2 separate regions of the Zea mays genome follow, and region 1 is linked to region 2. Evidence: chromatin contacts called from public Hi-C data. All regions are on one chromosome and are shown on one strand. Each heading gives the region's core, a stretch centred on a gene start, on an enhancer-like site or on the middle of the called end of the contact. The rest is flanking DNA. Distances are from core to core; before and after follow the strand shown.

Evidence for each region. Hi-C and Micro-C count contacts between places; a contact is called where the count stands out from the background.
Region 1: a Hi-C map of ear shows a contact between it and region 2, with 2.7 times the contacts expected there. The contact joins the enhancer-like site here to the promoter of LOC100381931 in region 2. A contact is called at or near these places in 6 of 25 Hi-C or Micro-C datasets (bundle sheath, ear, leaf and 2 more).

The regions. Positions count from the first base shown.
Region 1 is chr7:170,019,871-170,025,373 of Zm-B73-REFERENCE-NAM-5.0, reverse strand. No RefSeq gene overlaps it. Among protein-coding and RNA genes, the nearest start is that of LOC100381931, 52 kb to the right of the region's middle. Within about 2 kb of position 1,258, at least 18 of the 20 cell types and tissues checked have an H3K27ac peak or open chromatin away from gene starts, as enhancers often do. A contact at or near this core is called in bundle sheath, ear, leaf and 2 more, where this site is marked.
Region 2 is chr7:169,966,774-169,972,425 of Zm-B73-REFERENCE-NAM-5.0, reverse strand. LOC100381931 (Putative polyol transporter 1) reads right to left here and starts at 1,509. Exons shown (of 2, transcript NM_001174706.1): 1 at 1,344-1,509; 2 at 1-1,252. The coding sequence starts at 1,455.

The DNA.
Region 1 (5,503 bases), core at 9-2,508, 53 kb before region 2:
GCGACGATACTCCGTGCGGGCCGCGCGGCGAAGAGCCGAAGGCGCGCCGGCCTTCTTCAGCTACCAGGCCTTAAGTAGGCTGCATATGACTGGGCTTTGAATACAGAGTTACGAAGCGTCAAGCTTTTAAAATGCATTTCTAGCATCTTAATATTGTCCAAATATGTCATTTAAATCAACAGACTCTTAAAAAGCATTTTGAACACTCTAATATTATTCAAGTGCGTCGCTTATTAGATCTATAGCGGTTCGTGATCTAGCGTTTGGCCTACGTGGCATCGATAGTGTGGTGACCAGTCGGCTGCTACACGCGTGAGGTAGTTTTGGACTAAGAAAATAAGAAGAGCCTTTTGTTCCTCATTTTCAGCTTTACGGCGGGAGGTGGATGCATGAATGGCGAAAGAAGATGGTGGTGACAGTGTCATGTATGGTCACGCGTTGAGCATTGCAATGCAAACTGATGGCACCTGGTGATCGACAGCTAGCTAGCTTCGGTGAGATATATTAGCATCAGCAGCGGCAGCTAGCGGAGAGCCGAAAGCTCACTGACCAAGCGATCGAGCGAGCCAGCAACCGACTGGACAAGGATACCTGGCATGTATCCGTATGATCCTGTAAAAAAGTAATTGTACAGGACTTCTTCGTACAGTTTTTCTCCCAGCCTTGCAGGTACTAATAGAAAACTAGCCGCGTGTTTATAGCTCCTAGCTATAGGATTCGTGCGGCAGTCTTGGCTAGCACCTTGTGAATTGTCATGGCCACCTCGAAATCAACCAGGTATAGATCAGGTTGCTTCGGTTTTGACTATGACACAGTGGCAATTGTTTCTTGATTTCCATTCCATCTGATTTGTCCTTTTGGACTACCTGCTCCCTCTCGCTGGTAGTGCCTTCTCCTTCCGCCATCGCTTTCCCATCTCCTCCAGCGTTCGGCCCCTAGTCTCTCTCAGGGAGGTCCCAGGTGAAGAAGAACACCCACCCCTTGACAGAGACAGGTGGAGATGACGCCGGTGGTTGCACGCCACGCCGACCGCGAATCCCAGCGCGCGCACCTGCCGCGGGAATAGGGAATATGGGCTGTGTCATAATCATTCGAATTGAAAAACTAATTTTAGACAGAAAAGTTAGCTAAAGTGTGATAAATTAGTCAGCGAACCATACCCTGTATCTCTGAGGTGTACACGCTCGTAATTGGGCCAAGTCCGATAGAGAAGAATGCGACGTAGGCCTAGGTGGATGCAATGCACAAAGCTACGGCCCACGACGGCGAGGCCCGTTCTGAGGCCGATGAGCGAGCCCACCATGTCGCCTGCGCTGCACATCGCAGCTATAGATTGCCAATAAGTACAAGGCTTGCAAGCCCGGCATGAAACCCGTTGTTTAGGTCCGGTCCGAACCTGGCATGACCCAGTTTTATGCGTGCCCGGGCTGGCCCGACACGAATAAGCGGGCCAGGCTCGGACTGGAAACTAGGCACGGTGGACTAGCCCGGCACGGCCCGTTTACCTCTAAGCCCGTTAAACCCGCTTTTTTACACTAAAATGTTCTTACCAGCCCGCATAGCCTGCTTTTCGGCCCACTTTTTTCGTGCTAAACGGACCGGGCTCGGACAGGAAATTGAGCCCGCGTGCTTAGACGGCCTGGCTCGGTTTTCTAACCGTGTCTGGCGGGCCGGGCCCAAAACGGGCCGAGCTTCACCGGGCCCGGCACGGACAGCCCTGAGGGGGTGCGGCGGGTGCGGCCGCACCGGGCCCCCAAAAACAGAGGGGCCCTCGGGCCACTTGACGTTAACACTTTTTTCCCGCTAAGTATATCTACCCTAGACATAAATACGCAAGAGCGATGCACTATCGATCAGTTTCGTTTAGATTGTTAAACTAATGTCTCAATTACTTATCTAATATTCATTTCGTTCCAAAATAGTATTTGTTTGAACTCTTGATTTTTATATCTATATTCAATTAGATGATGAGGAATCAACTAGAGAAGCAAAATAAATTCTATTTTGATACAGAGAGAGTATTATTTACTATACACATGATGGTTGCATCGACGGAGAGATGATTTTTAAAATTGAAATATTTTTTGAACTATTTAAGGTCAACAATGACTTAAGAGAGGTTAAATGGTTTGGCGATTATATGTATCTAAAAGAAGTTGTTGGATGAGATTGATCTTAATGGTATAAGCGATGATTTGTATCACAAAATGTTAGGAGATATTTTTAATGACATCAGATAACAAGTATGTGTTTTTGCTATATTTTATATTTGTTATCTTATAAATATTGAATATTATATATATTATGTGTGGATGGGGCCTCCATTTCGGATTTCGCATCCGACCCCTAAAAGTCAGGAACGGCTCTGAGACCCGGGCCGAGCGGCCCGTTTGGCCATTTCTAATCGCAGCAGAGGGCGCCGTCCGACGCGGATGCGGTACAACAGAAGCCGCCTGCGCTGCACTATAGTACATGTGCACCCATCCTGGCTTCCTGCTCCCGAGATTGTAGGTTCAGCGCATGCTCATCAGTCATCACTCATCAGCATGGCAGGCTGGCAGTTTGGGCGTCCTCGCACGCATGATGAGTCGATGACGGGTCAAATAATGTGTTACTCAGTCGTACATGAAATACTATACACTATTGGGTGTTTGGTTTGAGTAATCAATCCATCCAAAATGATATGGTGTATGATGTGTCTATTCCTTAAATTTGGTGGAATGACTTTATTTCTTATATTAGTACTAACTAACTATGAGAAATAGGGTGGTGATGGATCAATTTATCCATTCCAAAAACCAAATAAAAAATATGAGGAGTGAGAAGATGATAGACTAGCTCATTTCCCAAACCAAACACCCCATATATATACAAGATCATTTGTTTTTGGATAGGAGCAATGTATAGCTTGATAAAGAAATCCAAGTTCATGGTATCACTCATCGCACTATCGTCATGGCCGACATTGCCGCCGCTATATAGCACGATGCCACGACCAATCTCTGCACCATTGAGTAAAAGGCTACTGACGCCACACGCCATCACGATGTTGTGGTGACCGCCAGACGAAGCAAGGCAAGACGTGGCTGTTGGCTCCACGACGACATCGTTGGTCAGAGTGTGCCCTAGCCGTCGTAGCAGACGCGCAGCGCCACCTTAGGAAGCCGACGTTGTTGCTCTCAATGTTGATGGCGATGACAATGCTGTCACAAATGGTCAGAGCTAGAGGCAGCTCAGAGTTTGTGTCAGTGATCAATGGCAGTTGAGTTGGAGGACATGTATGATTTCATTCACACACACACCTATTCCACATTATAAGACTATACGATAGAGGACATACCGTTGTACAAGGCTATGTGAAAGTCGCCTAGAGGGGGGTGAATAGGCAAATCTGAAATTTATAAAGTTTAAGCACAACTACAAGTCGGGGTTAGCGTTAGGAATATAAACGAGTCCGAAAGAGAGGGCGAAAACAAATCACAAGCGAATAAGAGCGGATGACACGGTGATTTGTTTTACAGAGGTTCGGTTCTTGCAAACCTACTCCCTGTTGAGGTGGTCACAAAGACCGGGTCTCTTTCAACCCTTTCCCTCTCTCAAACGGTCACTTAGACCGAGTGAGCTTCTCTTCTCAATCAAACGGGACACTAAGTCCCCACAAGGACCACCACACAATTGGTGTCTATTGCCTTGATTACAATTGAGTTGGAAACAAAAAAGAAGGAAGAAGAAAAGCAATCCAAGCGCAAGAGCTCAAATGAACACAAATGTCTCTCTCTAGTCACTAATTTGTTTGGAGTGATTCCGGACTTGGGAGAGGATTTGATCTCTTTGATTGTGTCTTTAAATGAAGTCTAGAGCTCTTGTATGAGGTTTGATGGCTGAAAACTTGGATGCATTGAAGTGTGGTGGTTGGGGGGTATTTATAGCCCCAACCACCAAAATGACCGTTGGTGGAGGCTGCTGTCGTATGGCGCACCGGACAGTCCGGTGCGCCACTGGACACTGTCTCGTGCGCTAGCCACGTCACCAGGCCGTTGGGTTCCGACCGTTGGAGCTCTAACAAGTGGGGCCACCGGACAGTCCGGTGGTGCACCGGTCAGTCACTGTTCACTGTCTGGTGCGCATTCTGGCGCCTGCTCTGACTTCTGCGCGCGCAGTCGACACTGTTCATTGTTTACTGTACCGTTGCAGACGACCGTTGGCGCGAGTAGCCGTTGCTCCGCTTGGTGCACCGGACAGTCCGGTGAATTATAGCGGAGCGGCCTCCCGAATTCCCAAAGGTGGCAAGTTTGGAGTGGAACTCCCTGGTGCACCGGACACTGTCCGGTGGCACACCGAACAGTCCGGTGCGCCAGACCAGGGCTGCCTTTGGGTTGTCTTTTGCTCTTTTTATTTGAACCCTTTCTTGGACTTTTTATTGGTTTGTGTTGAACCTTTGGCACATGTAAAACTTATAATCTAGAGCAAACTAGTTAGTTCAATTATTTGTGTTGGGCAATTCAACCACCAAAATCAGTTAGGAAAAGGTGTAAGCCTATTTCCCTTTCAATCTCCCCCTTTTTGGTGATTGATGCCAACACAAACCAAAGCAAATATATAAGTGCAGAATTGAACTAGTTTGCATAATGTAAGTGCTAAGGTTACTTGAAATTAAACCAATATACATTTTATAAGATATGCATGGATGCTTTCTTCATATTTAATATTTTGGACCACGTTTGCACCACTTGTTTTGTTTTTGCAAACTCTTTTGGAAATTATTTTCAAAGTCTTTTTGCAAATGGTCAAAGGTAAATGAGTAAGTTTTTTGAGAAGCATTTTCAAGATTTGAAATTTTCTCCCCCTGTTTCAAATGCTTTTTCTTTGACTAAAACAAAACTCCCCTTCAATGAAATTCTCCTCTTAGTGTTCGAGAGGGTTTTAGATATTAATTTTGAAAGGGGTTATACCAATTTGAAAATTTTATCAAAAATAAGCTACCATTTGAAAAAAAAAACTTCTTTTAATCCAAATTTGAAAGACTTTATCTTTGAAATTGGTGGTGGTGCGGTCCTTTTGCTTTGGGCTAATACTTTCTCCCCATTTGGCATGAATCGCCAAAAACGGATACTTGTGAGTGAAATATAAGCCCTTTTTCAAACTTTCTCCCCCTTTGGTAAATAATATAGGAGTGAAGATTATACCAAATTGGAGAACGGCGTGGAGCGACGGCGAAGGATAAATAATTTGATGGAGTGGAGTGGAAGCCTTGTCTTCGCCGAAGACTCTATTTCCCTTTCACTATGATTGGACATGGGTAGTTAGCTTGATGACAGATCGAGCGTGAAAGTCGCCTAGAGGGGGGTGAATAGGGTGAACCTGAAATTTACAAACTTAATCACAACTACAAGCCGGGTTAGCGTTAGAAATATAAACGAGTCCGAGAGAGGGTGTGAAAACAAATCGCAAGCGAATAAAGAGTGAGACACAGGGATTTGTTTTACCGAGGTTCGGTTCTCGC
Region 2 (5,652 bases), core at 260-2,759:
TAGAGAAAGAAGCTGCCGCCGATGGTAATAGCCTTGGAGAGGGACAGGAAGGTCATGGAGATAACGGCGCTGGTTACGCGGTTGCACGCCACGCCGACCGCAAAGCCCAGCGCGCGCAGCTGCAGTGGGAATATCTCCGAGTTGTACACTCCCGTGATGGGCCCGAGGCCGATAGAGAAGAAGGCGACGAAGGCCAGGGTGGACGCGATGCACAGAGCGACGACCGACGGGATCTTGGCGTCCGGGTGATGCCCCACGACGGTGAGCGCCGTCCCGAGGCTGATGAGCGAGATGACCATTCCACCCGTGCTGGTCAGTAGCAGAGGCCGACGCCCCACGCGGTCCAACAGGAACGTGGCCACCAGGATGAAGAGCGTCTTGGTGACGCCCACGGCGCAGGTGACGCCCAGGAGCTTGTTGTCGCCGGTGATTCCCGCGCTCCTGAACACGCTAGGGCTGTACAGCACGACAGAATCGCAGCCAGAAGCCTGCTGGAAGAAGTGCAGGCCGACGGCCGATAGCAATATGCGTCGGATCGCCGGGGTCGGGGACAAGATGAGGTCCTTCCACACCTGCATCTCACCGCTGTTTCGCTCCTTGGGTACGGTGACCACGTCTCCGTCGAGGTCCTTCGGAATCCCCGCGGCAACCTTGATGTCAGCCAGCCGCTCTGCGGCCTCCTCTGGCGAGGCGGAGGTCTTCTCTAGCACCGCCCTGGCGTCCGCGAGGCGGCCCTTCATGACAAGCCACCGAGGCGACTCGGGCATGCAGAAAACCAGGAGCGCGAGCAGGGCGGACGGCGCCGCGCCGATGCCGAGCATAACACGCCAGCCGAGGTGGAGCGGGAGGCCCGCAAATGCGTAGTTCGACAGGTAGCCGAGCAGGATGCCGAGGTTGATGAAGACTTCAGGGAAGGACGTGAGGAAGCCGCGGGACGCCGCCGGCGAGATCTCGGCGGTGTACACGGGCGCGATCATGCCCCCGTAGCCCACGCCAACTCCGGCCACGAAGCGGCCCACCATGAGCATGCCGTAGTTGACGGAGAAGCCCATGAGCAACGCGCCCACGAAAAAGATGACCGCGGCGAAGACGACGGTCAAGCGGCGGCCGATCCTGTCGGACGTCCGCGCGCCAGCGAAGGATCCGATGAGCGAGTAGAGACTGATGATGCCTATCAGGATCTCCAGCTGCACGTCCGTGATCTTCAGGTCCTTCTTGATGTAAATCGCCGCTCCACTCATCACACCAATGTCTACAGAGTTGGTGAACAGTACACAGAGTCACATACGAATTCTTGGAAAGAGAAATGAAAGGAGATGTTTCGACAACGGAAGAATGGCTACCGTAGCCAAGGATGACGCAGGCCATGGAGGCCATGATGGCACAGACGGAAGCATACTTGACGTTGCTCTTCTTCCCGGGCTCCATGGCCTCTGCGAGGTCGGCGGAAGCCATCGTTAACTTAACGGCTACCTCTTTGATCTCTGATCAGAGTTCAGAGACAAGGCGTGGGGTGTTGTGATTTGCTCAAGGAGACGCATATATATAGAGTAGACAAAGAGCAATGGGCTAACGCGTCTGATACACTGTTTTATTTAGCCCATATACAGGCCGCATAAAGGTCACACAGTTTTACTATATCTGTTTAGAGATGGCAATAGGGACCGATCCCCGATTCCCCGCGAGGAATTCCACTATTAGGGGACGGGTATGGAACTAATTTAGTCCCCGCGGGATCTAAATGGGGGAAATTTAATCCCCGTCGGGTTCGCGGGGACGAGAAACCATCCCCCATCCCCGTTCCCCGTGTACCCACCCCATGAAACTTTTTTATTCAAGTTAGTCAATTTATTTGTTAGAATTACAGTAAAAACTCAATGTATGACATGTTATAAAATAGCAAACTAAACTCTAAAGTAGATGTCTCTTATAATTTTCAATCTTGTTTGTTAAATTTATATTAATTTGATACAATTAATTTAAATTTATCTTTAAATATTGTACTTTTAGTGGGGGCAGATTCCCCGCGGGGTTCCTCACGGGGATAAATTCCCCGACGGGGACGGGGATGGGAGAAAAAAGCTTTCCCGTAAGCTCGTGGGGACAGGGACAGAGAATTTTCCTCCCCGCGGGGACAGGGATGGAGAGCCATTCCCCGACGGGGAAATCCCCGTTGCCATCCCTGTATCTATTGTACTATATCTCTAATCAGAGTTCAGAGACATAGCTAATTGTTAACTAACTCGTAACTAACGATTAGTTTATTATTTTACTTAACTTAGTTAATAATTTATTAACTGACTAATTAAACATGGCCTAATAAATAGCAAAACATTATAACCGTTTAGTCTGTTTACGTTTAGACTGTACGGGTTTTATTGATACCGGATATTTGGTCCTTCCAGTCTCAACTCATGGCGATAGCGTTGGACTGTGACTTGAGCAACAGGCAGGTCGGCTGATTTTCTCAACAACTCATGGCTGATTTTCAAAAACGTTTAACAACAAAACTTGCATGTATAAGTTGTTATAAAATCGTGCTAGAAACACTGCGTATTCAAAAGTTACCATTTCTGAAAAGACCGCGCAAAAGTTATATTGAAAAGGTTACGTTGAAGTATGTTAGCAAAAGTTATGTGTACTCACATAGAAAAGGACAAAAGGTTATACAAAAGGTTATATGATGAAAAGGCACTACCCTAAATTTTGTCCATCAAGGGTTATACACTTTTTTTTAGTCTGTTTGTGATAGCTCTAATACTCTATGATCTAGAAAAGTGAATCTAGACCTAGAATTCACATCATGGAACAACTCTACGGTTCAGCCATTAGCACAACTGAAATAAATAAATAAATGATAGAGCAAAAAGTAGAATTAATATGATTTAGCCCATTTTAGTCACCCTTATCATTCTCCTTCCATTAGCACAACTAAAATAAATGATGGCAAAAACAAGAATTAAACCCGTGTTCGTGAAATAAATGACTTACAATTATAAAATTAAATTACCCCTTATCATTCTTCGGTCATTAACACAACTGAAATAAATGACTTATATAAGACTAAAATACCCCTTATCATTTTTTGCCGTTAGCACAACTGAAATAAATGAGAAGCAAAAGATAGAATTAATATAATTTTTCCATTTTAGTCACCCTTTAGCACGACTGAAATAAATGATAATCCTTTTAGTTACTCTTTAAGAGACTAGAGATTAAAGCAGTTTAGTTCATGTTTTAGTCTCATTGTTTGTCAATTTAGAGACTAAATAAAACTAAAAAAGAGGGACATATCTTTAGTCCCTCAAACCAAACAGGCTCTAAAGCTATCTTCAGCATCTTACACATCATCATATTTATATTCAAACTAATCTATACGAACGGTTCAGTTTACAATATAAAATATTATTTTGGATGATCATATAGGGTACGGTCTAAGTCCACTTTTATACCTATCTCACTTTCATCTATGTCTAACACGTCAGGGTTTCATCTTCTCTTTTCTCCTTCCTCTCGTGCTTTTCTCATTCCTCCAACGACCAAGGGACCGACCAGCCTAGGTGCAACCGGTGCGACCACGCGGACGTGGGACTCGTCCGCCAGGGCGAGCGCGACAGCCTAAGGGCTAGTTGGTGACAGTGAAATTAAAGGTAATTTATAGATGAAAATTTCTTGCTATTCAATTTTGAATAGCAAAAGATTTTTTCCTTCTTGAATTCTCTTTAATTCTCTAGTCACTAAACCAACCCTATTGAATGGGAGACGGAGGAAGAAAGGTCGAACCATTTTTTTTGTGATCAGTGTGACAATGTTACAATGTGTATTTTTTCAACTCCATCAAACTTTGATTTGGTCTAGCACCCCTTGAGTTGCTCCATAAATTTCATGAATCTAGAGCCAGATTTATAGAGTTGGTGGATCGGATACACTAGTGAAGCTGATGGAATTTGAGGTGTTTGGTTAAAAAAATATATCTAAATATAAATCTAATGTATCTAGAGCTAGTAGAGTTGTTCTAACTAAGGCCTTGAGGTAGTTCCACAACTTTGTGCAAGAAGCCTTACCGAAGATTTGTCTGAAAAACGGGTGTTATAAGGTTCACATGTGACTTTTACTGGCTTCTCCTGACAAATTTAATATACATTAGTCACTTATTTGTATATTGCTACGATTTCTATATACTTCATATAGATAGACATTGATTAAATGATATATTTATACAAACATGATTAAAAATTTAATTTTTTAAATATTAGTGTATGCATATTTAAAATTTCGCCTCTTTACAACGCAACTGTTTATTCCGGTGGTACACGCCCATTTTTACCTTTAATCCGTTTAAATTGGGTCTTGGTGCGCCGTGCACGAGCGCCGAGGAGCAGGCGAGATATGAGGTTGGGCTGACGCACGACGATTTTCATGCTTTATTATAGTAGTAGATTTTATAACACCGTCATTGAAACTGTTTTTACCGAGAGTTTTACAAAACGACTTTAGCTTTTTCAGAGAAGTTCATCCATGTGAGAAGCCAGTGGTGGACGCAGGATAAAAATTGAGGGGTCCAAAAAACACATGATAAAATCAACCAACACCGTAAACAAGTACTATCATATATAATTCAAGTTTTATATCAATACATGATAAAAGTCACACGACCACACGGGAGGGAGAATAGATGGTTACGTTATTGGGTTATTGGGTTGCAGGATAGTGGACAAGCTCAATGAAGTGATTTTGGCCCACCATGTCTTTTATATTTTCTATTTTTTTCAGTAAATCGTATGATACATATAAGTACTTCCAAAATATTAGGGAGGCCATGGCTTACTTTACCCCTGTGGCCCTGTGGGTCCGCCACTGTGAGAAGCCGAAGCCAGGGAGCCTATTATTAGGAGCCGGAGCCGTAACTTTCGTGCCACAAGCCCACAAAAAATATACCCTAAACTGTGTGCATATAAGTTTATTAACTTGTTTTTTTTTTTAAAAAAAGAAGTTGCTTAAACGACTACAGGTCCGACGAGGGTCTCACTCCAGCAGCCGTTTGTTGACTAGCTGGCCCGCATCACATGCATGGAATGAAAATTAAACGGGAGCCCATCCACATGGCACACCATACAGGATTAAGAAATAAAGATACATATAATATATTATATTATTATTAGCAATGTACTCGTCTGTGTTGCAATGAGATCCAGCACTTACTAAACTTGGACTCTATATCAGTGTATCATAGTCAGATACAATGTTCTAACTTATATATACACGAAGCATAAGTTCATATCACATAGGAAGCACTATTTTATACTGTAAAGTACATTATTTGTAGAGTAAACTTTAAAATAGAAGATAAGATATGGAGACACCAACCCTAATACTTATTAGATAGATACATGGGTGTGGTGTGGTCCAGCACTCCAATAATATAGAAATAAAATTCTGTACATACCGGATGTGAACGTTATCTTTTATAGCCTCTCACATCCATCACTCGGAGGCCCACAAACACAGATCAAAATTTACAAAATAACTCTTTAGTAATTTGTTTTTATTCTATTTACATGGACCAGCAGCTGGTATATGTGAGGGGTTGTAAAAGAGATTCTTTACATCCGGTATGTAAAGAATTTTTTTCCAATAATATGTATTAAAATC